Linked DNA regions of Macaca mulatta: region 1 is linked to region 2. A link is a contact called in public Hi-C data. All regions are on one chromosome and are shown on one strand. Each heading gives the region's core, a stretch centred on a gene start, on an enhancer-like site or on the middle of the called end of the contact. The rest is flanking DNA. Distances are from core to core; before and after follow the strand shown.

Region 1 (3,033 bases), core at 292-2,791, 87 kb after region 2:
CAGAAATGGACTCTTCCAGTTCCCTTTGTCCCAAATTTCTCAATCGCCCGGGGCGCTGGGAGTTCTGGCCGTTTTGCCTTCCCCAAAGCTAGTTTACCGAAGAGTCTCTGGGGAGCTGGGGGTTGGGAATGGAGGCTGGGGCTGGGCCAAAGCAGGTTCACCCATTCCTTCCTTTAACAGATGTTCTTGAAAACTCTTCAAGGCCAGGTCCCATTCTTGCCCAGAAGGAGTTCCCAGTCTGGAGGAAAGAATTAATTTTGGTTTGATATCTGCTACAATGGAGGCTGCCCGAGAGATGCTGTGGTTGGACAAAAAAAAAAAAAAGGGCAACATATATTGAAAAGTAAGCCAAGATATGGTTTACATTTATTTCTGCTTTTTCACTTACAAGCTATGTGGCCCTGGGCAAGTCATTCACCCTCTCGACCTAAGGTTTATTTATTTATTTATTTTGAGACGGAGTCTCGCTCTGTCGCCCAGGCTGGAGTGCAGTGGCCGGATCTCAGCTCACTGCAAGCTCCGCCCCCCAGGTTCACGCCATTCTCCTGCCTCAGCCTCCCGAGTAGCTGGGACTATAGGCGCCCGCCACCTCGCCCGGCTAGTTTTTTTGTATTTTTTAGTAGAGACGGGGTTTCACCGTGTTAGCCAGGATGGTCTCGATCTCCTGACCTCGTGATCCGCCCGTCTCGGCCTCCCAAAGTGCTGGGATTACAGGCGTGAGCCACCGCGCCCGGCTCGACCTAAGGTTTAACCTCTGCTTAATGGGACTAGACTTGAATTACTGTTTTTCACTCTGAGATTCTAGGTCTCCTGACAACTCAAGTCCCGACACGTTGGCTGCAGAGAAGGGGGGAGGGGAGGAAGGCTTCCTAGAAGAGGATTTTAGCAGTCGGGGGTGACAGTAGATGGAGAAAGGGAACACTGAGACGCTTGCGCAGTAAACACCGCACGCTCTCTTGCCCCGCCCAACCCCTTCTCTGCAGCAGGGAATTGCAGGCGTCGCTCCACCTATCCCAGCCGAGCGGAGTGACACCCTCTCTCGTTCCTTCTCTACTGATCTTCGCCTTCCGCCCGCCCCACAGCCGCCCAATAGAGAGCTGAAGTAGGACAGATCTCGCCAATCCGCGACGCCTGAGGGGGAGGTCTACCCGTTCATTGGTCCCAGTCAACCTAAGTCCCGCCTCCTAGTCCCGTTCCCCGCCTTCCTTCACGACCCTCCCTCCCTCCTTGGAGGGCCGCTAGATCCAATCAGTGTTTGACCTGGCCGCGCGAAGGGGGCGGGTCCATGATGCGCAATCGAACCCCGCCCGTCTCTTGGGCAACGCCTCCTCCCCCCCTTCTCATTCCCAAACGGAAATAGCGGAACAGTGGACCAATGGCAGCGTCGTGCCTTTGCTTAGCGGCCAATGAGAGAGGAAGTGGGGAGAAACGCGAGTGTGAGCGGCAGGAGCCCAAACCAATGGGAGCTCAGAGCTCCGGACGGCGGGCGGAGGGGAGGGGCAGGGGGCGGTGCCACGGCCTGCCAGCCCGCCCGCCCGCCCGCCAGCCAGCCCTCCCCGCGGCCGGCTGGGCTCCCTGGCGCTGCCTGGGGTCCTTTCCGCCCGGTCCCCGCTTGCCAGCCCCCGCTGCTGTGTGCCCTGTCCGGCCAGGCCTGGAGCCGACACCACCGCCATCATGCCGGCCGTGTCCAAGGGCGATGGGATGCGGGGGCTCGCTGTGTTCATCTCCGACATCCGGAACTGTGAGCGCGCGGCCGGGGGACACTGGAGACGCGGGGGAGGGGGGAGCGTGAAACTGAGGGGTTTGGGGGTCACAGAGGGACCCGGGGGATCAAAAGCTCTACGGTCGTAGAAAAAGAGCATAGATGGGCCCCGGGATGAACTTTAGGGTGGGGGGCACGCAGGGGCTTGGGGTGTCATAGAGTGCCTCTTGAGGTGACGACACGGAGTAGCTAGAGGGGTCCGGGAGGGCTTGAAAGGGGAGGAGGACAGTGAGGTCCCGGGGATGGGAGCATAGAGGTGTCCCCTGGGAAAGACTGAAAAGCTGGGGGATCGTACAAACGATGGGGTTAGAGGGATTCCTAATGTAGGGAAGAAGGGAAAGAAGTGCATGGTGGGGGTGCCCTGTGGAGCGATGGAATGGGAGGAAGCCAGAGGGGACCTGGAGGAAGTGGAATGCCGGAAGCCTAATGGAGCAGGGCTTGAGGGCCTGGGATAGGGGGTGTCATACAGGGGAAAGGGGTTAGATAGGTCACCGAGGCTCCTGGCCAGTGGTATAGAGGAGGCCTGAGAGTGGGTGAAAGTCCACGCGTTTGGGGCGGGGAGATGATGGGAGGGGGAGACTATAAGGACACCCTGGTGAGGGATAGAGGGGCTTCAGGGTGGGAGATTGCTTAGAAGATATGGAAGGCAGTGGGGAGGGGGCTAGAGGGGCAGCTGAGGGGAAAGGAGGGACCCAAGGAACACAGAGGAAAAGAGCTGCTGGTGTAAGGTCTTGGGAGAACCTGTGACAGGGAACGGGGGCCTGGAAAGGAGAGGACGTTAGAGTGGCGGGTTGGGGGAAGGGCAGAAGAAGGAGCGCCCAGACCTCAAGGAAGGCGTTGGGTTCTGAAGTGCTTGAGGGGTAGAGATCTGGAAAGCTGGGGATAGGGGAAGTCTAATCCCAGAGAGAGGTCAGGGGTCAGGCAGCAGGACAGGCAGGGATCTGAGCCCTTTTCTGTTTGACCACAGTAATATGGGGACAGTGGTCCCTGCCAGGAAGAGTTGTCGTGACAATGAAGCCTGGCGGCAAGTCAGTTCTCAACTCCTGGGAATGGCTGTTGGAGATTGGAGCTGCCAGGAGTCTTCAGAGGCTGTATCCGCGTGGGCTCTGGGGTCAGCCAGACTTGGGTTTGCGTTTGAGCACTGCCACTCCCTAGCTCTGTGACCTTGAATGAGGGACTTCACCCCTCGGTTTCCTCATCTGTCAAGAGAGACTGCTGATCGTATCTTCCTGAGGGGCTTGTGACAATGCCTGTGAGTCAGGCCTTTCACG
Region 2 (3,379 bases), core at 223-2,722:
CACTCGTCCTGCATTGCCTGGCCCCCCGAGGTTCCAGGGTCTCTAAACAGCTTCCGGACGACTACGGGGTGAGGGTGAGGTCACATCTACAACCGGAGCCAGCGCTTCCCTGCCTCCACCCCTTTTCGTGGAATCCCGCTGCTTAGCTCTACCTGTGGGTGTCATCGGCCCCGCCCCACTTCCCCATGCTTTAAGGTGGGTGAGTCTCCACAGACCTCCCAGGGGGATAGACAGCGCTGGTGTGACCACCCCTAGTGAGGGCTCTGGAGCCGCGGTGCGTGAAGCGGGACCCGGGTTCGAATCCTGCCCCTCTGGTGTGGTGCGGCCTTTTCCCACAGACTTTTGGCCTCAGTGTTCCCCGCCTGGGAAGTGGGGACTGGCCCTGGCTCCTGGCTCCAGAGCCGCACCCAGAGGCGATCAGCCCGGCGCCGGAATGGGGTCGTGTGGCTGCAACTCCAGGCCACGGATCCTGACCCGCCCTGCCCACATCCTCATCCTGCTGTTGCTCCTCGCCTTCTCCGCCCAGGGGACCCGGATACTGCAGCCAGGTGAGAAACCTCGGTGGCAGCAGGGACGGGGCAGGAAGGAGACCGTAAAGGGCGCGCGCCCCCTCCCGGCCGCGGAACGGCCGGGTGATCTGTAAGCGCTCCCCGCTGGTCTTGGAGTGCTTGGGTGCCCACCTCCATCACGCCCCATTTCTCAATTCGGTTTGAACCCGGTTTTCTCCCACGCTCCCTCTCCAGGCGAGGCCAGCACCAGGTCCCCCAGCACCGCGGGCACGTCTGTTACCTGGGCGTATGCCGGACCCACCGCCTGGCGGAGATCATACAATGGATTCGCTCTGCCTCCACCAAGGAGCCCTCAGGGAAGGCCAGCCGCGAGCCCCAGAACCCCTACAGCTATGGGCGCCGCCGGTGGCGCGAGGCGGAAGCCCGGCTCGGTTCCCAGGACTCCGGCCTGCAGCGAGGGGGCCAGCGCAGTGCCCAGCTCGCTGGGTGACCTCCGGCACGGCTCGTCCCCTCCTCGGCTTCAGTTTGCCTATCTGTATATTGGAGCTTCTACCCCACGTGTCTTCTCCCCTAACTCCAGCCCCTGAAACCGCCTTCCCCAGTCCCTCCCCGGGCTGTGACTAGCTTGGACCCAGGAGCACAAGGGACCAGGCTGGACGAAGAACACTGACGCCCAAAGCCGAATAAACGAGAGTTCCGTGTTTCAGTCTCTGCTTCCCTTTACCTATTTCGACCTCTCAGTCGGGGCTGGGTCTCTAATACACCCTTCTCCGTTATCCATGCTGCTTCTCCCTCACGGAAGTCCCACTGTCTACCTTGAATCCAACCCGCTGTAGCGCCTCCTTCTTGCCAACTCAATCCATGCACCTTCCGTGGGTGGTTTTGGTGGGCCCTCCTTACCGCCAAACATCCCTCCTCCCTCCCTGGCGTGAAAGGGCTGAGATTTGCTCCGGCACCCTACGCGCCTGACGTTACAATGCACTTAGGGGTGGGCTGTGGCCTCCCAGGTGAGCCTTGTTCCTCGAAGAGACAGATTAAGAGACAATGCGCCGAGTGAGGAGCCCAGAAACCCGAGTTCCGAACAGCTGCGCAGAATGCGAGCGGCCAAATGGTGGAGAATCTGGCCGGGTAAAAGGAGACAGAGGACTGGGGATCGAACGGATGGAGGGGATTGGACGCCGTGGCTCTAAGGGGGCGGGGATAGAACGCGGGGATTGGAAGGAGGCGGGGATAAAACCCGGGACCTGAATACCCGGCTAGGGACACTAGAGACAGGAATCGGGGTTTCTGGGTGACGGTGATCTGGGAGTGGGCAGGACTCCAAAGGCCCGTCGACCCGGTGGTGGACTCCTTGCACTGGGATTGGACATACGCAAGCCGGAGATTTGGGGCCGGCGCTCAAAATCCGGGGGCGGGGGTGGACTCGGGTTTGGACCCCAGGATCCGATCAGCGGACCCCTGATTCAACGTGGTAAGTATTGGACCCCAGGGGCTCGGGCTCCTGAGGGGGCTGGAGTCCTGTGTCTAGGGTTGGGCGTGCAAGCCTCTCCATCACTTGTCCTCGACGCTCGCCTCCGCTCACAGTCTCAGCATCCCAGGCTGCGAGGCATGCGCAGTGGGTGCTTCCTTCCCCATCCTCTCCAGCCCGGGCAGGGGGAGGGGACGCTGGGCCACCTCAGAGCAGATGAATTTATAGACACCACCCCCCTTGCCTTGGCATGAGAAGCGGAAATGGGGTGGACAGCGTCAATATCTAATAGGTGTTTGTTTCATATGGGTCTAAAACTAATGTTTTTCTCAAGACCCCGCAACTCAGCCTGGACCAGTTTCCCTCCTCCACCTACCCCCGAATCTTCAGAGTCCTGTATTAGGGGGGAGGGCACTGCCCCCGCACCATGTTCTTGGCAGAGCAGGTAAAGGGGTTAACGCGAGCTATCCCTCTGGCCTCTCTACGCTTTCCCAGAGGCCCCGAATTGACGTCCTTCCCTCAAAACCTCCGGGTCTACAAACCAGGACCCGCAAGACCCCTCAGGTGCTTAGAGAAGGATGAGCTAGTCCTGGGTCAGCGCAAAGAGGCAGCTGGAGGCGTGGGATCCCTGGTCTGAGGGAGGAGGGGCTGGGGGCCTGGGCTTCTGGGTCTGAGGGAGGAGGGGCTGGGGGCCTGGACTCCTGGATCTGAGGGAGGAGGGACTGGGGCCTGCACTCCTGGGTATGAAGGAGGAGGGGCTGGGAGCCTGGACTCCTGAGTCTGAGGGAGGAGGGGCTGGGGCCCTGAAGAGTGACTCTGCCCGACTCCCAGGGCTCCAGCGTGACATGGCTGAAGCGCACCAGGCCGTGGGCTTCCGAACCTCGCTGACCTCGGACGGGGCTGAAGTGGAACTCAGTGCCCCTGTGCTGCAGGAGATCTACCTCTCTGGCCTGCGCTCCTGGAAAAGGCATCTCTCACGTTTCTGGGTGAGGAGTGCTGCTGGTTGGTTTCCTTCCGGGGATCCAGGTTTCTGCTTCCTGGATGTCTGAGGCTCACTTCCGGCATTTCAGTTGGTCCGTTTCTGGGAGCCTATCACCACTTTTTCCCGGAATTTCGATGTCTGCTCCCGGGACCCCTTTAGTTATTTCTCCCTGGCTCACTTCCGGGATCCACAGCCTCACCTGCTGTGAACTTCTGTTCACTTCTTTCACCCAAGAGGGGAACTGGGCCCCCCAAAAACTACCCACTTTCAGTTACTAGAACTCCATATCCTTACCTTATGGTGAAATTCTCATTTCTCCCTTTCATCTCAAGCTTCTTTTGTTGTTGTTGTTGTTGTTTTTGAGACAGAGTCTCACTCTGTCACCCAGGCTGGAGTGCAGTGGCACAATCTTGGCTCACT

What was found. Hi-C and Micro-C count contacts between places; a contact is called where the count stands out from the background.
Region 1: a Hi-C map of fetal cortex germinal zone shows a contact between it and region 2, with 3 times the contacts expected there. The contact joins the promoter of AP2A1 here to the promoter of CPT1C in region 2. A contact is called at or near these places in 2 of 14 Hi-C or Micro-C datasets (cortical neurons and fetal cortex germinal zone).

What each region holds. Positions count from the first base shown.
Region 1 is chr19:62,232,098-62,235,130 of T2T-MMU8v2.0, forward strand. AP2A1 (adaptor related protein complex 2 subunit alpha 1) reads left to right here and starts at 1,542. Exons shown (of 33, transcript NM_001266208.2): 1 at 1,542-1,741. The coding sequence starts at 1,675. LOC144337270 (a long non-coding RNA gene) reads left to right here and starts at 1,899. Exons shown (of 2, transcript XR_013410125.1): 1 at 1,899-2,067.
Region 2 is chr19:62,144,691-62,148,069 of T2T-MMU8v2.0, forward strand. CPT1C (carnitine palmitoyltransferase 1C) reads left to right here and starts at 1,473. Exons shown (of 19, transcript XM_077980870.1): 1 at 1,473-1,637; 2 at 2,809-2,963. The coding sequence starts at 1,604. It overlaps ADM5 (adrenomedullin 5 (putative)), which reads left to right and starts at 434. Exons shown (of 4, transcript XM_015124606.3): 1 at 434-530; 2 at 533-548; 3 at 744-840; 4 at 843-1,215. The coding sequence starts at 434. The coding sequence ends at 1,133.